Regions from separate parts of the Mus musculus genome. Here regions 1, 3, 4, 5 and 6 are each linked to region 2. A link is a contact called in public HiCAR-type and promoter capture Hi-C data. All regions are on one chromosome and are shown on one strand. The core of a region is the stretch at or near the end of the contact, and the rest is flanking DNA. Distances in the headings are between cores, read along the strand shown. Region 1 has its middle 14 kb from the start of Klrb1b. Region 2 holds the start of Magohb (mago homolog B, exon junction complex core component). Region 3 holds the start of Rhno1 (RAD9-HUS1-RAD1 interacting nuclear orphan 1). Region 4 holds the start of Etv6 (ets variant 6). Region 5 holds the start of Fkbp4 (FK506 binding protein 4). Region 6 holds the start of 2310001H17Rik (RIKEN cDNA 2310001H17 gene).

The links. Promoter capture Hi-C pulls out the DNA fragments that hold promoters and counts their contacts. HiCAR-type assays count read pairs that join an accessible place to other places.
Region 1: a HiCAR-type map of astrocytes shows a contact between it and region 2, with 4 times the contacts expected there. The contact joins the enhancer-like site here to the promoter of Magohb in region 2. A contact is called at or near these places in 5 of 39 promoter capture datasets (the 3T3-L1 cell line, cranial neural crest, frontonasal cranial neural crest and 2 more), 4 of 484 Hi-C or Micro-C datasets (B cells, cerebral cortex, myocytes and 1 more), 5 of 115 datasets of contacts at active chromatin or transcription factors (astrocytes, embryonic forebrain, embryonic limb bud and 2 more) and 2 of 9 other capture datasets (adipose tissue and liver).
Region 3: a promoter capture Hi-C map of pre-B cells shows a contact between it and region 2, with 9 times the contacts expected there. The contact joins the promoter of Rhno1 here to the promoter of Magohb in region 2. A contact is called at or near these places in 1 of 39 promoter capture datasets (pre-B cells) and 1 of 484 Hi-C or Micro-C datasets (CD8 T cells).
Region 4: a promoter capture Hi-C map of pre-B cells shows a contact between it and region 2. The contact joins the promoter of Etv6 here to the promoter of Magohb in region 2. A contact is called at or near these places in 3 of 39 promoter capture datasets (cranial neural crest, liver and pre-B cells) and 2 of 115 datasets of contacts at active chromatin or transcription factors (astrocytes and thymic regulatory T cells).
Region 5: a promoter capture Hi-C map of pre-B cells shows a contact between it and region 2. The contact joins the promoter of Fkbp4 here to the promoter of Magohb in region 2. A contact is called at or near these places in 4 of 39 promoter capture datasets (the 3T3-L1 cell line, hippocampal neurons, maxillary cranial neural crest and 1 more), 2 of 115 datasets of contacts at active chromatin or transcription factors (embryonic forebrain and thymic regulatory T cells) and 2 of 9 other capture datasets (adipose tissue and liver).
Region 6: a HiCAR-type map of astrocytes shows a contact between it and region 2, with 5 times the contacts expected there. The contact joins the promoter of 2310001H17Rik here to the promoter of Magohb in region 2. A contact is called at or near these places in 2 of 39 promoter capture datasets (cranial neural crest and second pharyngeal arch cranial neural crest), 2 of 115 datasets of contacts at active chromatin or transcription factors (the NIH/3T3 cell line and astrocytes) and 2 of 9 other capture datasets (adipose tissue and liver).

Annotation. Positions count from the first base shown.
Region 1 is chr6:128,838,420-128,842,072 of GRCm38.p6, forward strand. No RefSeq gene overlaps it. Among named protein-coding and RNA genes, the nearest start is that of Klrb1b, 14 kb to the left of the region's middle. Within about 2 kb of position 1,267, at least 358 of the 459 cell types and tissues checked have an H3K27ac peak or open chromatin away from gene starts, as enhancers often do. A contact at or near this core is called in B cells, adipose tissue, astrocytes and 9 more, where this site is marked.
Region 2 is chr6:131,291,637-131,295,218 of GRCm38.p6, forward strand. It overlaps Magohb (mago homolog B, exon junction complex core component), which reads right to left and starts at 1,608. Exons shown (of 5, transcript NM_025564.2): 1 at 1,436-1,608. The coding sequence starts at 1,529.
Region 3 is chr6:128,360,528-128,364,418 of GRCm38.p6, forward strand. Rhno1 (RAD9-HUS1-RAD1 interacting nuclear orphan 1) reads right to left here and starts at 2,384. Exons shown (of 3, transcript NM_001326585.1): 1 at 2,312-2,384. It overlaps Foxm1 (forkhead box M1), which reads left to right and starts at 2,467. Exons shown (of 8, transcript NM_008021.4): 1 at 2,467-2,590.
Region 4 is chr6:134,033,994-134,037,426 of GRCm38.p6, forward strand. It overlaps Etv6 (ets variant 6), which reads left to right and starts at 1,707. Exons shown (of 8, transcript NM_007961.4): 1 at 1,707-2,145. The coding sequence starts at 2,113. Gm46977 reads right to left here and starts at 1,319. Exons shown (of 4, transcript XR_001785383.2): 1 at 1,049-1,319.
Region 5 is chr6:128,436,401-128,440,007 of GRCm38.p6, forward strand. Fkbp4 (FK506 binding protein 4) reads right to left here and starts at 2,256. Exons shown (of 10, transcript NM_010219.4): 1 at 2,006-2,256; 2 at 170-314. The coding sequence starts at 2,110. Gm10069 (predicted gene 10069) reads left to right here and starts at 2,357. Exons shown (of 5, transcript NR_028593.1): 1 at 2,357-2,987; 2 at 3,115-3,296.
Region 6 is chr6:129,236,304-129,239,956 of GRCm38.p6, forward strand. 2310001H17Rik (RIKEN cDNA 2310001H17 gene) reads right to left here and starts at 2,179. Exons shown (of 4, transcript NR_040268.1): 1 at 2,133-2,179; 2 at 1,436-1,541.

The sequences.
Region 1 (3,653 bases), core at 17-2,516, 2.5 Mb before region 2:
TTCGAGTACTCAATTAACTGAGCCGAAGTTTGCCGGCTCTGGTGGCGCAGGCCGGTAGGATTTGCTGAAGGAGGCAGAGGCAGGAGGATCTGGAGTTCGAGGACAGCCTGGTCTACACATTTTTTTTTCCTCCCAGTTTCAACAAAACCACAAATCCACGGCTCCACTGCGCCCCGAAACAAACTTCCAACCTCCACAAGGCCTCTTTTTATGTTTCTTCCTCCTGAAATCTGATCGGCTACTCGCACCCCAACCCGAACCAGCTTCTTCAGCCGCACCGGCTACTGCTCCACGCTGCTTACAAACCTTTATCCACGCACACGTCCGACCCTCACGCCTGCCCACGCCGCACTCCACACCCCTCTCTTCCCTACAGGCCTTCTCTACAATCCGCCTGCTTAGCCCTCTCGCGACCCTTTTCTACAGTTCTGCACGTGCGGAACGAGTCAGCAGCCACCGTTCAGAGAAAATGTTCGCTGCAAAGAGTCCGTTTTTTCTCGCTTCGAGTGTTCGGTTTTATGTACAAAGAAAGAAAGTGAGGATTACTTAGAGTCAGAAACAGGCTCAGCGGAAGCGCGGTTGCGCAACGCCTAACTTGCTACTTCAGGGAAAGAATACAGGGCGTCGTCGGGCTGGAGAGATGGCTCAGCCGTTAAAGGCTAGGCTCACAACCAAAAATATAAGAGTTCGGTTCCCAGCACCCACGGCTGTCTCTCCAGCCACCTTTTTTGTCGGACACCGCACCCACACACACAGACTACTAATATAGATAAAAGACAACTCTTAGAAAATGTTATCGGCTGTAACGAAATGGAAAACAATGATTTAAATAAAGCAAACAAGCAAGTAAAGAACTAACGTTCCACACCCTGCGTATGGCCGGAGGATTTGCGCGCTGGCGTCTGCCCTAGTCACTTAGCGTGATGACTTCTTTCATGCTGTTGCTAGTGACTCCAAATCAACTCGACGTCGTCCTCTCCTCCCTCCTCTCTTTACTACTCCTCTCATTTTGAAAAAAGTAGTTTTGGCATACATGGACCGCCTCAAGCACCAGGACCTAGGAACTCCTGACAGCTTTGCTCTTCTCTTGGGCTCAGCTGGCCTCAACTATTCACCAGGTTGCTTAGAGTTCTCCCTTCCCTAGATAGTTTGTGGCGATTCCATCACATCCAGGATGGGACCACTCTCCTCGTCTCTGGCAACCATTGTGTTTGTCTGCTCACTGACCGAGGTCCGGAAAGACCGACTCGTCACTGCACCTCTGGTATGCCCCCATGTGGTCAAGACCCCTAAGTGCATGGGATTCTAAGGTCTGTCAAAGGTGATGGGTGTGATACCACCTACTAGCAGGACCTAAGAGCCTCTGCTACTGTGGGATGAGGACAAAGGTGGATTGTGATTCATTCCGCCATGGACTTCCAGGCTTTTCTCAGTCAGTGGGGATGGAATGGAGGTGATTGAAACTAAACAGCTCTTCCATCCTAGATTGAAGAATTCCTGGACCTATACAGTCAACAAATATATAAATTTACTTAAAACAGTGTGTGTGTGTGTGTGTGTGTGTGTGTGTGTGTGTGCGTGCGTGTGCGTGTAAAACTCAATGCCGTGGATCTCCAGGGTGAGCTTTTTGGATGACACTGTCCTGTTGCAATGTCCAAGGCCGGACATACTTGTTTGCACACCTGGTCCTCACTCACTATGTCAACACGGAAGTAGGGCAGGATGCTGGCACCATCTGGCATGATAGGCGGCCCTTATTGGCTGATACTCTCTTAGCATTGGGCTCCTGTTTCACCATGTGATTTTCTTCTCAAGCATGCATCTTCTAGTGGGATGCTGCTTGCTTGAGCCCCTCACTGTCCATGACATCACCTACTCTTGGCTTAGCCTTCAAAACCACAGATTAGAGAAAATTCTTTCCACGAAAGTAGGATTATTTGTGAAGTAGAATAAACACAAGCTGGGGGTGGGGGGAGACAAGAAAGGCTGACAGCTTGGTCAATGTGACCAAAACATTATTATACGTATGCATGATCATATCACAAGGAAGCTTGTTATTTTGTATAATTAATACATTATTGCTGGGTGATGGTGGAGTATGTCTTTAACCCCAGCCTTCAGGAGGCAGAGGCAGCCAGATCTCTGTGAGTTTGAGGCCAGCTTGGTCTACAAAGTGAGTTTCAGGACAGCCAGGGCTGTTACACAGAGTAATCCTGTCTATAAATAAATAAAATAAATTATTATTAGAAGTTGAAAATGGCAATAATCAGATGTTTTCTTTTTCTTTTTGGGTTTTCGAGACAGGGTTTCTCTGTGTAGCCCTGGCTGTCCTGGAACTCACTTTGTAGACCAGGCTGGCCTCGAACTCAGAAATCTGCCTGCCTCTGCCTGACAAGTGCTGGGATTAAAGGCATGTGCCACCACTGCCCAGCTTCAGAAAAGTTTTCTTTATTTACATTACCTGGCTTCAATTATTTCATTACAATTACAAAAAAGAAATTCATATAGATTATGATTTCAAAGTGGGGAAAAACCCAAACAAATACTGTATTCAGCACAAAAACAAAACAAAACAAACAAAGGGAGTTAGGAGGTGGCTTAGCTACCAAGGATGTTATGAATTTTCAGTTTGATCCCTACAATCGAGGTGGAAATACCCATTTCCTAACCACACTCTACATTTCCCCTTGTATGGTTCCTTCTTGATGGTTATATTTGGTTTTATTGAAGTTGAAGAATTACTCCAAGATTTAGTGATTTGATATAACAAATGGTATTATAACATGACAGAGTGCAGGTCAGAAGTGTGGGGTAGCTGAGCTGGCTACTCTCACCCTAGTTTTTTTTTTTTTTTTTTTCCAAGACCCCAGTCAAGGAACATGGCAGGGCTAGAGTAATTTCAGAGAGAGATGGTAAAGGAATATGGCCAACCTAAAACAGATGGAGGGTCTCAAGTTGTTTCTTAGGGGCTGGGCTGCTTGCCTGAGAAGTGAGGTTCTGAGGTTGACACAGAGAGCATGCATGCTTGTACAGAGAGGGGGGGGAGAGGGAGGGGGAGAGAGAGAGAGAGAGAGGGAGAGAGAGGGGGGGGGGAGGGGGAGGGGGAGGGGGGAGGGGGAGAGGGAGAGGGAGAGGGAGAGGGAGAGACTGATTGGTGGGAGAGACTTCCTTTCAAATCTATGGGAATTCACAGTTTGCCCACTGAGGTTGCTTGGAGTCTCTGTTTTGCCTCTATTTCATTCCACAATCCACAGGCATATGGTAGCTTTGGCCATGTTGTCTGCTGTGATAAAGAGAATAAGGGAAATTACACCCTGGTTCTTAAAGCGCCCAGCAGTAAGGTATTCTTAATAGTTCAGTGCATTGACGACTACAGTAGTCACATGCCATGCCTGGATTTATGGGCATGTGGCAATAGTCCTAGGTGGCCTCTGTTATCTTCAGATGTCAAGGGCCCTAAGGCTGAGTGTGGGACACTTGGTCTACATAGGGTGGATGCTGTGAGAGAGGTGAGTGGATCAAGAGGGCTCAGCCTTATCCAATTAGTTAAGTGAGGGAAACTCTCTAAGTTGGGAATCTCGTTGTTGGAGACCCTGAGGTGTTTCTTTGGTAGCTATGTCTTGTCCTTGGATCTTCTCCTCTTAGTCTCTCGT
Region 2 (3,582 bases), core at 358-2,857:
GCTCTCATTGAGGACAGTCTATGTCTCTTGGAAATCTGTTCCTGGTATTTTTTTTTTTTAAGCTTCATTCTCTAGGCCAAAAGTTAAGCTTATTCTGTAGCTACCTTGTTTTTCTTAGTGTGTTGCTTCTTGAGAACAATACATTGGAGATGGTGTTGTTGAAGGACAAGTGACGTAAGTAGATGCTGAACCTTGGGTGCTTTCCTCCTGGATTTCTTACAGCCACTGTTGCAGGGCTTTTCAATAGTTCATTAGCAGACATCGTCTTCTTTAGAGTTACTAAAATGCTTTAAGATTCTGCTAGCTTGTTGGGACCAAAAACAGAGGGACAGGGGCTCAGTCCAGCAGTATCAATATTTTTTTACAATAACCAATTTGAAAGCACTCAGATTGGCATTCATAATATATCAAGAACAGACCTGCAATTCCTCTCTCCAGCTCTCCTTGGTCTATAGAAGTATGCCCCTTACTCAACAGCAGGTACACTCTGCTCTGGGTCAAGAAGCCTTGTTTTGTGGGAAAAGCTTGTTTGTCATTCCCCCAGTCCTTGGTTGTGACTGGGACCACACAACACTTCCCCTCTTCACCCAGAGCATCAGCGGCTACCCCTGTGGCCATTTGCTTCTTGCTGAAAGTATGAAGTTTGTATTGATTGTCCCCTTGAAAGAGTTCTGACAGCTGGTGGCTAGGAAGGAGATTTTCAGACTCATTTAGACAAGGCTGGCCGACTGCCTAGGAGGTGGCACAAAAAGAGCTTCTAGGAGCATTTCCACTGACTCCCTTACCTTTGGCCATCATCCACTAGTGAAGAACTGTATTTCAAACCTGACACATACCACATTCCTGTGTTCAGACACGGGGCTCCTCCCCTATAAAGCAGCTTTAACACATACCATGAATGAACGAGTAGGCCAAAGAGGTCACCTAAAGATTCCATGCATCCTCTGGAGTATCACTTGATAATTCTGTTAACACTCCCGGAGCACAGGTTCTCTGCTCTAAGTTTCCGATTCCTATATGTTCAACTTTTCAGGAGTGGCAGAATTCGCTTTTCTGAATTACTTTACAGCATTTTTTTCCCTCTCACAAACATAACCCATGTCTGCTCTCACAAATACAGCACAAGCCTGCTACAAAAGCAAAGTCTTCCAATGTTGGAATGAAACCCTTCAAGCCCTTCTGGGAGTCTGGGGCATGGTGACACGCCTGTCATCCCAGCATCCCAGAGGCTGAAGCAGGAGGATCGTGAGTTCGAGGGCGGCTTGGACTACACAACAAGGCCCTTTCTCAAAACTAAACAAGTAAATTGAAATAAAGAAGAAAGGAAACACACACACACACACACACACACACACACACACACACACACACACACACACGCTGAAACCCGCTCCCTGGGCGGCTCGCCCTCCCTCGCAGCCCCTCCGCCGCTCACCGTCCGGCCGAAACTCGAACTCCAAAAACTCGTGCCCAAACTTGCCCTTATGCCCGACGTAGTAGCGAAGGTAGAAATCACTACCCATAGACATTTTTACCCTCGGTAAAGCCCGCTATACCGCGGGGCCAACGTGCCGCCGGCGCGAGGTAGTGACGTCACGGGCGCAGGCAAAGCGCGTCACCAAGGGCGCGTTTACTCCGGTAGGGAACGAAATCCCGGAAAACTGAAGAGGAAGCAAGAGACCCCCAAGAGAACTGAAGGTTCGCATTGGAGCCACCACGATCTCGAGCGCTTTTTTTTTTTTTTTTTTCTTTTTTTGGAAAAGATTTTCATGTCTTCGATTTTTACGTTTTAACTCTGTGACGATGTTATACACGTACATGATGAATTTTAGTCGCTCCCACCATGTTATCTTCTCTCATCCCTTCTCCGCTGAACCAGTCTTACCAATAAGCCCTCCTGTACGTTTACGCCTTGTTTTTGTCTGGGTTGAGGGGAGGCTCACCGAGTTTAATAAGGGTGGCTTGCATGAGCGCGTTGGTGGATACAAAGTCCCGGATTTCATTTTGGCATTCTATATTTTGGTTGAGCCACACTCCACCTCTTCCTCATCTACTGCCCCCAACCCTTGGGCCCAAATTATTCCCGCTGCACTTTCTTGTTAAATGTATCCTGTTACACTTCCCACTCTATTTCTTTAACCTACACTCAGTATCCTCTCTGGTTTAATAACCTACACTCACTAGCACATAAATACACTCATACAAAAGCTAAAATTCTATACAAGATTTGTCTTAATACTTCATCATTACCTCACTATAATAATTGCCAGATTTGTCCGTTTTCCTGTATATTTTATCTTAGCAAAGAAATAGCTAGGGATTTTGTTTCTTTGTTTTCTTCTCGTTTGTTTAAATGGGCTTGGAAGGAACAGATGTAAAACCACTTTTACTTTCGAGTTGCCCTATGCTATAGGTGTGTCTTTTTCTGAGTTTTGAACTAAGGTTTACAAGCTGTACTTATTGTGGGTATCTCTGATCTCGAAGCACATTGTAAAGTGGGGTGTGACTCTACTTCCTGAAACTGGTGAACTGAGAAAAGATACATTCCGGTGGCAACCAGAACACAATCTACCAGAGTCCCTTTTGGTAATACTTCAAAATTTCCAGTAGCTAACAGCCCAGACGGAGACACAGAGTAAAATGAATCTGTCTGGTGGGAGTTTGATGTTTAAATAGCACATGAAACTGAAAAGTCCAGATAGTCATCATAGAAGAGTTTTTCATAGTATACTACAACTCATGAGTCACTAAGGGTTAATGGTTAGTACCCTATATATTTGCAGGGCTAGGTCACAGTTCTCAACAGTTTGAGTTGGAAAAATACGGAACATCCAAGTGTAGTCTTGAAGAGCACAAAATGACAGTGAACTGCACCCAGTTCCCTCGTTCCAATTCCTGATCACCTTTCTTTTAGCACCACTGAGTAATCCTATCGGTGACTGATGGCCTTCTGTCACAATCCTAAGAAAAAGAGTCCAGTCTCAGTACTGGTCCCACGTAACCTTGGACAAGTCATTATCTCTCAACCTGTTTGATCATTAACTAACTAGATACACAGTGATCAACTGCCAAACACAGACCTGAGAAAATTAAACAACATGTATATGATATGCTTTGAAATCTATGCAACACGAGTTTTAACAAGCCTTTTTCTATGTGCCAGAGCAGATGGAAGTTAGTAATAAAGCAATCACAACATTTACACCTTCAGAATAAAAAGAAAGCAAACATATAAGGCAAACACCAGCAAAGGGAAGTAACTGGTATAGTAAAGAATGCATGCAATAGAACAGCTCTGTATGAAAAGGGCAAGTAGTTTTATTGGGGGGTGGAGTTAGAAGTTTACAAACAAGGGTGGTATTAAAGAAGACATATAAAAGGTGCTATTTGAATTGACTTTTTTGGTGACCATATTCTGTGAATGTCTTGGCAGTATAGACAAGCATTTCAGTGCCTTAAAGTAAAGCTGGGTGGTGTGAATGTTTGTATTTGGGGAAAGAAAAAAAACCCCACAATATCTACACCTGAAATCAATAAGTTGCTAGACTTATTGGGGTTTGAGAAAGTGGAGTAACTGTCAAA
Region 3 (3,891 bases), core at 1,134-3,633, 2.9 Mb before region 2:
GCCAGCCTGGTCTACAGAGTGAGTTCCAGGACAGCCAGGGCTACACAGAGAAACTCTGTCTCGAAAACCCAAACCAAACCAAACAAACAAACAAACAAAAAAACAAAGCCAAGGGCTTAAGTTTGATCTCCAGAACTCACAAAAATGTGGAAGGCCGAAACCAATTCCCAAAAGACATCCTTTGACATCTATATGTGTGGCATGTGTCCCCTCAAATGCATTCGTCCTCACACACAATGTCACTATCTGTGAGGCTGTGCCTATCTAGCTAACAAAAGAAAAAAGAAAAAGAGGCTAGGGGTGGTAACATCCATCTTAAATCCCAGCATTCAGGAGGCAGGCAGATTTCTCTGAGTTGGAGGTCAACCTGGTCTATACAGTGAGTTCCACGACAGTAAGGGGATACAAAGTGAGACCCTATTTAAAAAACATTTTAAAGAATGAATGACAAAAAATATTAGACATAGTGTCAACATTGGGTCTGAAAACCAGGTGAGGCCACATGACTGTGGGGTTGGGTTGAGTAACCACTAGGTTTTCAAATAGAAGTTTGTAATCACATCTAGGTTTTGTTAAAAGACAAACAACAACACAACAACAACAAAAAGAACAGCCCAGATTCTCTAGCATATAAGGAGATGTCAACCGAGTTACGGATTAAGTCGCATGTACTTAGCATCCAGCAATCCCGACTTTGCATGGTTTTGAATATATTCTTTTTGGCTTTCAGACTGAACCTCAGGCCTCAGCACATTAGGCAGTAACTGTACCTCTTGGCTATAGACCAGCCCTCATAGAATTATTTTGGCTTTTGTGAGACAGGGTCTCGCATAGCCTCCCCTGGCTTCAAATGCACTATGTAGTCTCCACCTCCCACATGATGGGATCACAGGCTGGCCCCACTGGGAAGGCAAGTTAAGGAAAGAAGGGCCTGCTCTGGCTCACAGATCCAGGGTACAGTGTTGAGGAGTCTCAGCAGCGGGAACTTGACAGCAGCTGGGCACATCACCTTAGCAGACAGGAAGCAGGTGAATTCTCCGGCTCAGTTTGCTTTTAGTCAATCAATCCACAATCCATGAAATAGGAAATAGGGCCACATCCCATCTCAGTTTTAGCTATATAATCTCTTACCCAAACAAAATCGAAGTCAGGTTTTGGCTCGTTTCTGCTCAGCCTTTGCCTATTTTTATTAATCTTTGAGATAGAGTCTTGTTATGTAGCCTTGGCTAGCCTGGGGCTGGCAATGTAGACCTGGCTGGCCTGGAATTCAGAGATCTGCCTGCCTCTGCCTCCTGGGTGCTGGAATTAAAGGTGTGCACCACCACACTCTGCTCACTCTTCAAACACAGTCTTATTATGTAGCCCAGACTAGACTAATGTGAGGCCCTTTTGTCTCACACCAGGATTATTGGTACGTGCCACATACCTAGCTGCTTACAACTTCTAACCGGGTTCCTTCAAATATTAAATAAGAACAAAATTCAGAAAGGCGAAGACCCTGCCTCCTGTCTCATAGCATACCACACTCACTACATCTTAGGCCTTTGTATTCAGCAGGCCTCCTCCCGGTCAAAGCAGCTCTCCCTTCTCTATTTACTTCAGGGTTTCCCTCTCTTCTGTGTAATGGGTAACAGATCTTACACCGCGTTCTCAGCTCCTTTAAAAAAAAAAAAAGGAAAGAAAGAAAGAACGGCTTTACTGTCCTAAGTCAAGATCTCATTAAAATAAACAAAGTTATCACAGGAGGCTGCGGGAGGGCGAGCCAGTGACCCCGGCTACTCCGAAGGCGGAAACACGAGGATCCAGAATTCTACACAACCTTGTGTCAGACAAAACCCACCGGCCTCTAACTTGTTCCTCTGTAGCTAGAATTCTACCGATCTGTTCATCTCATTCTGTGCTCCCTCGCCATCAGACGCTGAGGCCAGGGGGAGGACGCCCGGGTCCGCCGCTGTATCCTCCGCTCTTATCGTAAAGTACTTCGAGGGAATAAACGATCGTCCGGACACCTCGGGGGCTGGGGCCCGGGAGGAGGCGGCCACAGACCGGAGCGGGGCGGAGCCACGTAACCGCAAGTCTAGGGCCAGAAACCCAAGCCGGACCCCACGGAGCCGCGTGGACTGAGCGGGGCGGGGGACCCAGGGGTAACCGAGTGGGTAGCCAGCCCGGGGAAGTGGCGTACGCTGTCCCGGAAGGAAGTCGACCACTGAGGCAGGGCGGTCCGGGGCGGGGCGGAGCAGGCTGCTGGCCGCCGTCCGCGCGTCCCCGCGTCCCTCCCGCCGCCCCTCGAGCCCCGCCGGGGCCGCCTTACCCGCCCTCCCGGCCGCGGCCGCCGCTCCTCAGGACACCGAGCGTTCGGGGCCGGAACCCGGAGACAAGCCGGTGCCGATTGGCGACGCTCCGTCACGTGACCGCAACGCTCCGCCGGCGCCAATTTCAAACAGCGGAACAACTGAAAGCGGCGCTGCGGGACCCACCCCCGGCCCGGGCTCCCCCGTCACCCCGCCCCGGGCTCCCACCCCGGCCGTCCCGCCGGGACCCGCCGCCCGGGCCCGGCTCGGCCCCGCGTGGAGCAGACGCGGCCTGTGAGGTGAGTGGGGTGCGGCCGGGTCCAGGGAGGGCTCGGAGTCGGCACTGCCGGGGCTGTGGGGCGCGAGGGGGTGTTGGGCACCGCCGGGAAGAAGGTCTGAGCCTCCGGCCTCGGCCTTGCCGCCGCCGTGTTCTCCGAGCATCCCCGGACCCTGGGAACAGGCCTGCCCTCGGAGTCTGCATTTGCAGTCAACCCTGCCTCCGCCTCCACCGCTGCAGGGCGGGATCCTGGCTGAGTGTTGGTTGCAAGGTTCCCTGTTGAGTGTGGAGAATAATGGGGTCGTGGGGTGGCTCTGCAAGTCTCCTTCCGCTAGAAGATATTGGGAGTGTTAGGGAAAGGCTGGTCAAAGAGAGCCCCTGTGGTGGTGGGGGGGGGTGTCTAACATCTGATTGGGGTGGGGTGCAATGGGAAGGAAAACGAAAACTGAGATTTGAAGGTCGAGAGAACGGAGTATGAAGAGAGCTGCAGGGTGGAAGGGACCTGAGAACTCTTAAGCAGCTGGCAAACGTCAAAAGAGTGTAATCCCTTCTTTGGCAGGTGTCCTAAAGCGACAGCTGCTTTCTCTGTTTCTCACAGGATTGCAAAAGTGACAGGATTTAACTTAATGATAAATTATTCTATCTACCTATAAAAAAATCCATAGGAATGCTTTTTCTAAAGACTTCCTTCCTTAGCGTTTCAAAACCACTTTAGCATAGCCAGGCATAGTGGTGAGTGACTGTAATCTCAGCAACTAGAAAATTAGAGGCCAGAGGCTCAGCAGTTCAAAGCCAGCCTGGACTACAGGCGATTCTGTCTCAAATATAAAAGCCACCTTAAGCTTATTAATGATGGCACATCTTAGTATGAAGGAGATCAGTATTACAATCTTACTTTTGAAGCAGAAGATCAAGGTATATAGAGTATTATACTCACAAAACTAAAATATTGCCAGGCAGTGGTGGCGCATGCCTTTAATCCCAGCACTTGGGAGGCAGAGGCAGGCAGATTTCTGAGTTGCAGACCAACCAGGGCTACACAGAGAAACCCTGTCTCAAAAACAAAACAAAACAAAACAAAAAACAAAAAAATCCCACTAAAATATAGTTACTTTCAGGTACCAAAATATCATTGTGCAAATGCTTTGCAAATTTTGAAAGAAGAAAAACACACTTTAAAAAAAAAATTAATGTAATGGGGCTGGGGAGATGGCTCAGTGGTTAATGGAAGCTCTTGAAAATCTTTTTTTTTTTTTCCCAATTCAAAAGGATTGGGGTTTTTATTGTAGAACACTTACAAGCATTCACAAGGCCCCGGGTTCA
Region 4 (3,433 bases), core at 457-2,956, 2.7 Mb after region 2:
CAAACTTAAGAAAATTTAAAAACCAACTGGCTGGGTGTGGTGGTTCACGCCTTTAATCTCAGCACTGGGAGGCAGATAGACCAGGCTTCAAGGCTAGTCTCATCCACATTGTCAGACCCTGTCTCAAAACAAACACAACCACAGGAACACAACGAAAATTCCCAGTAAGAAACAACAGCAAAAAAGCTTCAAGAACACGGGAGCAAAGGTAGGTACTCGTGAGAGATAAGAATGGGTAAATGCAGTCCGGTTGGGACCTAGCATAAACAAGACTAAGTTCTTTTGGTGAATATGGCTACTAGATGACAAAACGGGTTGTGGTACCTTGGAGGTTCCCTCCAAGAACATTACTGTTATCAGCAACGGGGTGCGTTCCCAGCCTGACTCTTGGAAAATTTCATTTAGAGTGTCCTAATATGAGTATGTATGAACAGAAGTTCTGTTTATGAAAGTCTGAGCACGTTTTTACGACGCTGAAAAGTGTGCAGGAAATAAATAAATACATAAGAAAGATCAGAGGCAGAACTAGTTCCAGGCCAGCCTGAAAGAGTTCCAGGACAGTCAGGGTTACATTGAGAGATTTTACTTCAAAACAATACTGCTTCCTCCCACCCCCACGCCTCCTTCCCAAGAAACTACAGAGGTGGGAATACAGAGGTGAGTCTGGGAAACCCTCAGCAGGGAAGATGAGTATAATGCATTCATACACGCATACATTTGTGTTTATTTTACCGTCAAAGCACAAAATGGAAGTGCATCAAGCTCTTCGTTATATATCCACATATTAAACCTGTATAGACTAGAGGGTTAGAATTTAAACACCATCTTCTGCGGTGGGCATTTTAAGAGATTATAAATAGCAATAAAAATAGAGTGATCGGAACGCTGGTGCTCAAGGCTAGCGCCTCAGCCCCAGGATTCTGGCAGCCCCTCCTCTGCAGGACCCCGGGCTGTCCCCTCCGCCAATGACCGAGCCCGAGGAGCGGCCCAGGGGAGGGCTAAGATCTGCTGGAACGCGCCCTGTCAACTTTGTAGTCCAGTCACCTACGTCGGTTGGTAGCGGCCGCTGTGGCTTTAAATGGCCGGGGGATTTCGAATCGGGGAAGGCGGGAGGTCAGGCCGTGGGGCGCCCCCGTCGCGGGGAGCACCCCCGCTCGCCGCGTCCCTGCGCCGGAGCGCGACCGCGCGGCTTTGTCTCCAGCGTCGCGCCCTGCACTTCCCCGTGCGCAGCCTGTAACCCGAGCTCCCATTTCCTGGTGGATTCTCTTAAAGCGGCCGCGGTCGCCGCGCAGAACAAAGGCCATTGTCTCGCTTCCTCCTGCGGCGCCGCGTCCTTCCCGGAAAGCCCCTTCCTAGACTGCGGTCCCCAGGCTGCATTTGCGCCTCTGGGAGTGCACAGAAAAGCCCCTACTGTGCGTGGCCCAGGTCCTCCTGAGGCGCAGCCAGGGGAGTCGGGAGAGAGATGAACCAGGCTTGCTGGTCCTTGGGCCACGCTGCAAGGTTCCCCAAAGGCGTCCTCCGCCTCGGGGCGGCCCAGTGGGCATCCCGCGCCCCTCCCCCGCACGCCTTTTGATTTCTCCGCGGCCCGCGGTAACCCGAGCTTTTATTTCCTGGTGGCTCCTTTAAGAGGCAGAGCCGGGTGCTGGGAATTCACGTCAGTTTCTGCCCTGAAACTCTCAAGATCAATGAGCAGAGAGCTTTCTCAGTTCTGCCTTTCAGTTTCTCTCTTCCAGGAAGGAAAACATTCGAGAAAGAGAGAGGGAGGGAGGGAGCGAGGGAGCGAGAGAGCGAGCGAGCGAGCGCCGCGGGAGGGCGGGCGCGCCGGCCGCGGGTGGGAGGAGACACGCCAGGCCGGCCTGCTGCGCCCGGGTCGCCGCGCCGCGACCCGCACACCCCACGCCGTGCTCGCCGGCTCCTACGCCCCCGCACCTCGCGCCCAATCCGCGCGTTGAGAAGAGCCCCCCCTCCCCCTCGGGCGGCCGCCGCCAGCGATGCTGCAAGAAACTTCTTAAACGACCGCATCCCGCTGCCCCGCCGAGCGTTTCTGGGTTGGGGAGAGGAAAGGAAAGTGGAAAAAAACTGAGAACTTCCTGATCCCTTTCGCTGTGAGACATGTCTGAGACTCCTGCTCAGTCTAGCATTAAGGTAACGATCGGATTCCCCTCCTTCCTCCGCTGGGCGATCGGAACCCCCTTACCCCGGGGCTGCTGGTGCAGTTGCTAGGCTGGCGGGGAATTATTTGGGGCGCGAGGGAAAAGGAGATGCAGCTCGCGGCCGCGCTGTACCCTTTAGTGTAACCTTGCTGCACCCCTCTCCGCCGAGATCCTCTTGGGCTCCTGCCTCCCCCCCCCACTCCCTTTCTTTCTTTCCTTTTTTTAATAGTATAGAATAGAGTTTATTTAGGGCAAGGGGAGGGGAGTCAAGAGGGTAGTTGTGGCAGAAAAAAGCAGAGAGAGGGAGAGAGTAGAGAAGTAGAGGCAGGCCATGAACACGTGGAGAGAGAGGGAAGGGAATAGGGAAGGTAGGGGGAAGGTAATAGCCCAAGAGGACAAGAGAGAAAGAGAGCCCCACTCCCTTTCTTTTTGACAATGTAATGCCGCTCTCAATTGGTAGGAGGAACCCGGGTTGTCTTCAGATCTGTAGAGCACCTCCGTAATTAGTGCGCTTAAAAATAAGAAAGGAAAAAGAAAAACCCTTTCTCTTTATTCCTACGCATAACGTGAGACTGAATTGTAACTTTTGTTCCCAAGGGGTGGTCTCTAGGGAAAAAGTTCTAGGGGCTCCACTAGGATGCTCTCTCTCTCTCTCTCTCTCTCTCTCTCTCTCTCTCTCTTTACGCCCCTCCTCCCCCCCCCCCCCCCGTTCTATCACACAAGAATTTTACCCTCTCTTCTCTTCTGATTGTGATTGCAAGTCCTAAGACAGTCTTGGTGTCAGCTTTTCCTGGGCATTGCACAATGAAAAAAAAAATTAAACCAAGGTGAATAAAGTTGCTGAATAGTTGTTTTACGCTAGTGCATATGAAAGTTGAGCAATCTGAAAGTAGAAAACTCCTGTGATGAAGGGTGGAAAAGAAGTAGCTAAGCAAAATGACCTTCTCTGACAGTCCAAGCTGGTGTGGAAAAGCTGCAGTCTTGGAGCTCCCTGACCTGCTCTAAGTTCAAGAGGGATATTTGCAAACAGCCTTTGCCTCCAGGTAGTCGCATGTGCATGTATATACACAGTCTGTCTATATAGGCTGAGGTGCTGTAGTTAGTTGCTTTTAAAAAGTTGTTGTGAAGTTTGCCACCATTGGGAGGCAGGATGGTTTGACTGTCTACCTCAGTTATTTTTCCCATGCTGCGTTTATTTCAAGGTTCTGCCAGTCACCAGGAGGCAAGCTGTTCTGCTCAATGGGCAGGGCTGAAGTTTCTCAAGTTTTCTAATGGTTTGG
Region 5 (3,607 bases), core at 1,006-3,505, 2.9 Mb before region 2:
GGCTTGAACTACTACTGGCTCAAGGCTTGCCTCAATCTCTGGTCGCTGGAAACATAGGTAAGCAGTGCTGAGCCCAGCTCCAGCTTGGCTGGGAACGTCACTTTTTCTTGTGACAGCTGCTATCAACTTCGGAGCCTATCTATCCTGCCAACCCACTAACCAAGCCTACCTTTTCCCAGGTCAAAGGAGAATTTGTCCTTGCGGTCCAGACTGGAGTCAAACTTTGTGCCATCTAGCAGCCAGCCAGTGTAGTGGACAAAGACTCGGTCCCCGATCATGGGTGTCTCTGTGCCTGTACCCTCTCTCTTGATGACCTGGGGGGGAGGGGAAGAGAAGGTGAGTACCTAAGGATGTGGGCAGAAGGGCCCCAACTGCCCATAAGCCCCCCAAAGACACATACTGGATGGACTCGGCTGCACCCACTGCCCCCTGCTTCTTTTCAGCAGGTCCGAGAGCTTAGTCTTCAAATGATGGATACCAGTGATTAGCTTAGATTCAACTAACCTCCCTAGCCATCTCCCTCCAGGTCTTGCTTTAGAGAACTGCATATAATTTGGGTTCAAGTTTTGTCTATGGTTTTGGACAAGTTGCTAAACTATCCAGAACTTATCGGTCAGGCATTGAGGACAACCCCTATCCTCCAGAGGTGTTTGGGGGAAAACAAAAATAAAAACAAAAACCTGATAGAAAGTAGTGGATCACCAGATCAGGGTCTGGTTTGAATAGAAAGGAACAGGAGTAATGAAAAGAAAAAGATCCCCTCAAAACTGGGAAAAAGGAAGGACCAGATTACAGCCGAGCACAAAGGCTCTGTATCAGGCGCTGGAAACTACATGTGGGAAGGGAAACTACCTGTCTGGCAAGCCAAGGAGTCCTTTATCTCTCCTGCGTGTATAGGCAGGCGTCTATTTCTGCTTAACATTCTTATATATGGTGACCCCATAGGAGAGCCAATAGGTAGATATGGAACCCATCCTCTAAGGCTTCCTTGATAAGAATGTACAGGGCCCCGCGAAGGAATGGAGGATAAAAGAGGAACAGACCCCGTCTGGGAATCAGAACCTAGCGCAAAGGAGAAAGGGCCACATGTTCACGGGGAGCAGCAAGAGTTGAGGTAAAAAGCCAGGAGCATTTCTGGACCAACGAGGCTCCCTAAGGTCTCTGGTTTGCACAAGCCACACACACTAGAAACTGAGCAATGGGACTCACGGAGGAGAAACAATGGATGCAGGGAGACATGCAATGCAGGTTAGGATTTCACCGTCCTGGACTGCTGGCAGAACCTGCTCTGAAACGGCGTCCATTGTCCCGACCCGGGTCAGGGCGCCCTCCCCCTCGCTCCTCGGGCTATTTGCAGTCAGGCGATTAGTGAGCCGCTGGCTCTAAGGCAATGCACCTCCCCCCATGGCCAGCACCCAGTACCCCCCAACTCAGAAAGACTCAGGAGGGGCAGGCGAGGAACTACAGGTCCCGGCATGCATCGCTCTCGCTCTCCCCGGGCCGAGAAAGGGGGCACAGCATGGCCGAGCCCGTGACCTCGCTGGATCTCGGCGATTGCAAAAGGGGCGCAGAAAGGCACAAAGGGCTTTGGGCCAGGAACCTGCTCCCGGGAGCCGTTTCAGGTCCTAGCTAATGTTTAACTTTCAAGTGGGCGAGCCCTGGCGCACCTTCGTCCAGGTGGACGGCGCACGCTGCGGCCGAGGGGTTCCCGGGAGGCGAGGCCTGAGTCCCTCGGCGCGCCCGAGCCTCGTGCACCCCGCCCGGGCCCCCTGGCAGCGGCTCTCGCGCTCCGCTCCGCCCCTCTCAGCCGCACAGTGCAGCCGGATCGAGTTGGCGTTGCAGTGGGGGCTTCTTCCCGGACCCGGGCCGCACCCTCCGGAGCGTGCAGCCGCCGTGCCGTTTTCAGGGCTGCAGCCTGCGCAGGGAAGACGAATCCCCCCCATCCTCCGGCCGCGGTACCCCCAAGGCCCATGAGCCTGCAGCCGAGGACTCCGCGGCCCCTCACCTTGAGCACGCCCTCGTCCTGTTTGGGGCTGATGTCCACTCCTTCGAGAGGCAGGGGCGCCGACTGCGCCCCGTTCTCCGCCGCCTTCATCTCCTCGGCGGTCATGGCCGCTGGGCGCACCGTTGGCTGCGAGAGTGTGGCAAGCGCGAGCACGGCACTCTGGCCGCCGACCGGAGTGAGCGACGGGGCGGCGTGCGGCGGAAGGCGGCGCTGCCCACCTCGAACCGCGCTCCAGGCTCGCGCACCCGGCTATCCGCGCGCTCGCCGGCGGCGGCCGAGTGGGGTGACGCCGAGGGGCGGGCCTGGCGCGGCCCGGCCTGCAATTGGTCCCCTCCGCCTCGGGGGCGGGGCAGGGAGGAGCGGCACGAGCGGGCTGCAAAGGGGCGGGAGCGGAGAACTTTCTAGAGAAGCGGTTAAACGGGTTGAGGCTCTTGGACTGAGGGTACTGGAGTGGTTTGGTTTTTTTGTTTGTTTGTGTCGTTTTTGTTAAGATTTGCTTTTCTGGTTGATGGCCCCTAGGAGTGCCCTCCTCCTACACCAGGACCTCTGGGATCACAATCTTCCCTATGTCGTTCCGCCCCACCCCCACCCTTACCCCACCCCTCTGCCCGCGTCTAAGCGATTTTTCCAGATCCTTCTCTATCCTCAGGACTCCAAGTGGCGAGCCTCCCAAGTCCGGGCCTGCCTCGTGGCCGGCCCTGCTCACCCAGGCCCACAGCGGAATAGCTGGAGACAGGCAGTCAGATGTGAAGTGGCAAAGATCGGCCTCCCGTGATTGTGCCACAGATGCCCATGGTTCCAGGCGTGGGCACCTGAGCAGTGTGGGAAAGAGAGGTCGAGGGATTGAAAGTGTGGGCCCCGTAGGGACAGTTTCAGCCCAGGTGCACAGATCGGACACAACTTTGCCCTCCCTGCAGCCTGGCAGGCCCACCGCAAAAATGCCATGAGCAGATTTATAAGAGCCATAGACTTGTAAGTGGAGGTACGTGTGTTAAAATTCCTTTTCTCCCACCATACTAATCAGCCTTTTTTGGTTAGTACTGGCACACAAAATGGTTTCAGCTCACGCGAAAAAAAAATTTTTTCCCCCTTCCCCCTCTTTACTAAAGGTGAATAGGAAGGAAGGTTTTCTCAACCTGCTCGCTGCTCCTATGAGATGCCTGTGGAGTTCTGAGTCTGTGTGGCTAAAACCATGAAGTTCTGATTACCGGAACAGTGCTGGCTTGATGGAAGATCTGTCTGGAGAGGTCCTGACTCTGCCCAGCAGTTTAGTACCCAGTTATACAGCCTGGTGAGTGCTATCAGACCTGCCTATTGTATTATTGGCTTTGCGAGTTTTCATTCCAGTGTAATGAACTTTTTGTCTCTGTGTGCCCAGCATGGTGCTGTTCGTGGTCCAACGCAAGTGATGGCGTTTAAGTAGGCAATAAGCTAGTTATTATATGGTGCCTGCGAGATGGCTCAGTGGATGTTGGTGCTTTTGAAAGTCTTTAGACCTGGGTTTTATCCCTAACACCCACAGTATTGAGAAAACCCCTTCAAAGTTGTCTTTTGACATCCACACTTGTGCCCTATTATCCCTCCCAAAGAAGTGAAATAATA
Region 6 (3,653 bases), core at 929-3,428, 2.1 Mb before region 2:
CAGCATGTGCTCCAGGCCTCCTGTTACAAGATGCGTCATGAATTCCAATGCTAGAGTCCCAGACTACACTACATGTGCTGGCCCGTGGCTAAAGCTAATAGTGTTTTCCATGAGTGCTGACTAAACAAGTGGGGAATTCCAGAAACTGGGCACAGTCAGAACAGACTCTTAAGAGATTTCCCCGCAGAGAAGAACAACGCAAAAGTCATCACACCCACCTCTTAAAACACCTTCGTATGCAACAATATGAACTAACCAGTACCCCGGAGCTTTTGTCTCTAGCTGCATATGTATCAAAAGATGGCCTAGTCGGCCATCAGTGGAAAGAGAGGCCCATTGGTCGTGCAAACTTTATATGCCTCAGTACAGGGGAACACCAGGGCCAAAAAGTGGGAGTGGGTGGGAGGGTATGGGGGACTTTTGGGATAGAATTGGAAATGTAAATGAGGAAAATACCTAAAAAAACATTAAAAAAAAAAACACCTTTGCGTGGTTGGTTTTGGCTCTCAATTTAACACAATCTGAAATCACTTGCAAAGGGAGTTTCCATGAAGGATTATCTAGATTAGGATGGTATGTGGGTGCATCTGAGGAAAACTAACATGGGGAAAAAAAATCCTCCCACTGAGATGAAACCATTCTTTGAGCAGGGGATTTTGGACTGTCAGAGAGTGAAGAAATTGCACTAAGCTTCATTGTTCTTTCTTTCCACAGTGGCTGGATTGTGACCAACTGCTTCAAAGGTCTGCTGCCTTCACTTTCCTCCAGTGATGCACTGTGATGATTTGAATGAGAAAAGCCCCTCATAGGCTCCTGTATATGAACACTTGGTCCCCAGTTGGTGGTGATGTTTAGGGGAGGTTGGGAAACCTTTAGGAGGTATGACCTTGCTACACTTAGTACACAGCTGGCGGTGGGTTGGGCTTGAAGAGTTTTTAGCCAATGAAGGAGAAGACCAAACAAATCAGGCAAGGAGACACACTAATGCACAGGTATTCCCAAAACAGTATGGGACATGAAAATCCATAAGATTATCAAATCATTGGGCCTGTAAAAGTGATACTATATGTTCTTCAAGGAAAATATGGGTGCCCTCCTCAATATCAAATTGAAAACTGTGCCAGTGTAAGAAAAGGGGGAGGGGGAGGCAAGATGCACAGTAAAAACCCCACTGCTTCTTATACTAAGAATTATCTGCTCTATAGACAATTACAGACCTAAGCAAAAGTCCTGAAACGAAGGTATCTGAGATGACTCACTGGGCTTTGCCGGGGCTACTGACCTGGGTACATTCCTGGGCCTCACATTTGACTGACACCGAAAAGTTGATCTCTAACCTTTATATGTACACACACACACACACACACACACACACACACACACACACAGTGAAATTACCAACATGTGTATGTTGAGAACTGGAGGGGCTACTCACCCTGAGAACGGAGAATCAGATGCACGGTGCTGGGAGCAAGAGAGCTGCCTTACTAGTCCGTGCAGTGACTAGCCTGAAAGCCACTGCCTTTTCAATTGTGCCACACCTGCAGATATTATCTACATGCAGCTTAACGCTCAGAAGGAGGGTCTCAACTCTCCCAGTTCTCTCCACTTCCTCCCTGCTAACTCCCCTGCCCCAGCAAAGAACACCTAGAGGGCCGCTCAGCAGTTTAAGAATGCTTGCTGCCCTTTTACCTGAAAATTTTAAGTAGTTCAGACAGCTCACTACCATCTGTTAACCCGAGTGCCGCAGCATTCAGTGCCCTCTGCTGAGCACTGGCGCACCTGCAGGCTTGCACACAGGAAGCTCCTCCCATCCTCTCCCCCTCCCTTCCCTCACACAGGAATGCAAATAAAAATATAACTTTAAAAGAACTCGAAGTGTCAACATCACGGTGTCATAAATAACACCGTGCAGAGCCCTATTTAAAATAAACAACCCTGCGGATTGTAGTGCTGCTCCCGGCTCCCTCAAAGCAAATTCTTTCATATGAAACAACAAAGTCTCATCCAACCGCATCGCTAATAACTAAAACGAAACACAAAACAAGTAAGGAGGGCATTGGTTGGAACCCGTGGGCGTCCCTGCTCCTCAAATAACTCTGAAACTCTTCCCTCAGGTATTCCCACTGTACCGAATCTGGAGATCTAAACTAGTCCTCCCTAGTCAGGTGGCGCCGGCTCCATCTCTGAGTTCTACAGGGCAGGAGCCCCAGCCTGGCAGGGCGGGGAGAGGTGGGGTGGGGCGGCACACGGGTGCCTGTCACAAGTCATATCCCGTGAAATGTGTATGTTAAGCCTCCAATTAAAACAGAAAGAGAAGAAATAATCTATCAAAAATCTAACAGACATCCCATCCCTCAGGAAAACAGTTCCATCTCCAATGGACATAAATTCTAATTAATAAACTTTTTTATTAAAAATAAAATTAATAAATAAAATTAATAAATGTTTCCGAACATCAAGACAAGGTGTGACATCCTTTCCTACCTCCTGTTTGTATCTTCTGCTTGTTGCTTGGCTTGTATCGTCCATAGTCATGACTCAAGCCAAAGATAAACTAAGTTTATAATTATAAGGTGCATTAACACACATCTCTTATTTGTTACCTCCCAGATACTCTTTCTTTTGCAAACATTTATAAGCTACTTTATATTGAAAAGTGGGTCAGGAAAACTAGTGATGTAAAGTGATGAATTTCATTTAACAGTTAATTACAATGAATTGATATAGAAAAGCTACCTCATAACTTATATGATTGTAAATCAATGCCTAAATAATTTCTTTCATGCATATACAACATTTAGTTTATATGATATTTTTCACAGATAGACATTCTATGTCCCCAAAGCTTTAAAGAGCTTTGTGAGAAAATGCTACTATACTGTGACAATTCACAGTTGATATGTAGAGAAAAAAACAAAACAAAACAAACAAACAAAAAAACAAGCCAAAAGAAAGAAAGAAACAAGCAAGCAAACAAACAAGCAAACAAACAAACAAGCAAACAAAAAACCAGACTACTTATCATTTCAGGCTTTAATTCTAGCGAAGTGATGAGATAAATCATTATGCAAGTCACATCAGCTAAAGCACACATAGACTCAGTCAAAACATCAGAGGTGTAAAAAATTCCGTGGCTAAACAAGTCAAACCAACTTTTCAAATCATGTATCAAGCAGCAATCCCTCTATCTAGTTTCTATCACACTGGGGCCGTGAGAACCATCAAGAGACTATTGAAAGAGATTCTCACCTGGACACCGCTTCTCAAAAATTCCATTTCCAGAATCACTGCAGCTACGGGATTCTGTAAGAAAATAGCCACGCTAAGAGCAATAGAAATAGAAATAGAACTATTTGCAGAGAGACACTCACAAAGTCTATTTGTACCCACCTCTCTGCCCATCTTGCATTAGTGTCTGTGTCTGCATGACTTAGAGGTCATTGTGAACTTGCTATCTCTGACTGCTGATGCTCATGCATATAGTTCAAGTATGATGCGTGGTGGTGAGGGTTCAGGTGAGAGATAAAAGACTCAAGATTTAGAGAGGGTTGGAAATACCGTTTCAAATTAGTGTACATGGCAGACGAAGTCACTAGCAAACTGGAAAATATCAGAGATGGGCAAATGTGTGATTCAAAACCAGAAAATCA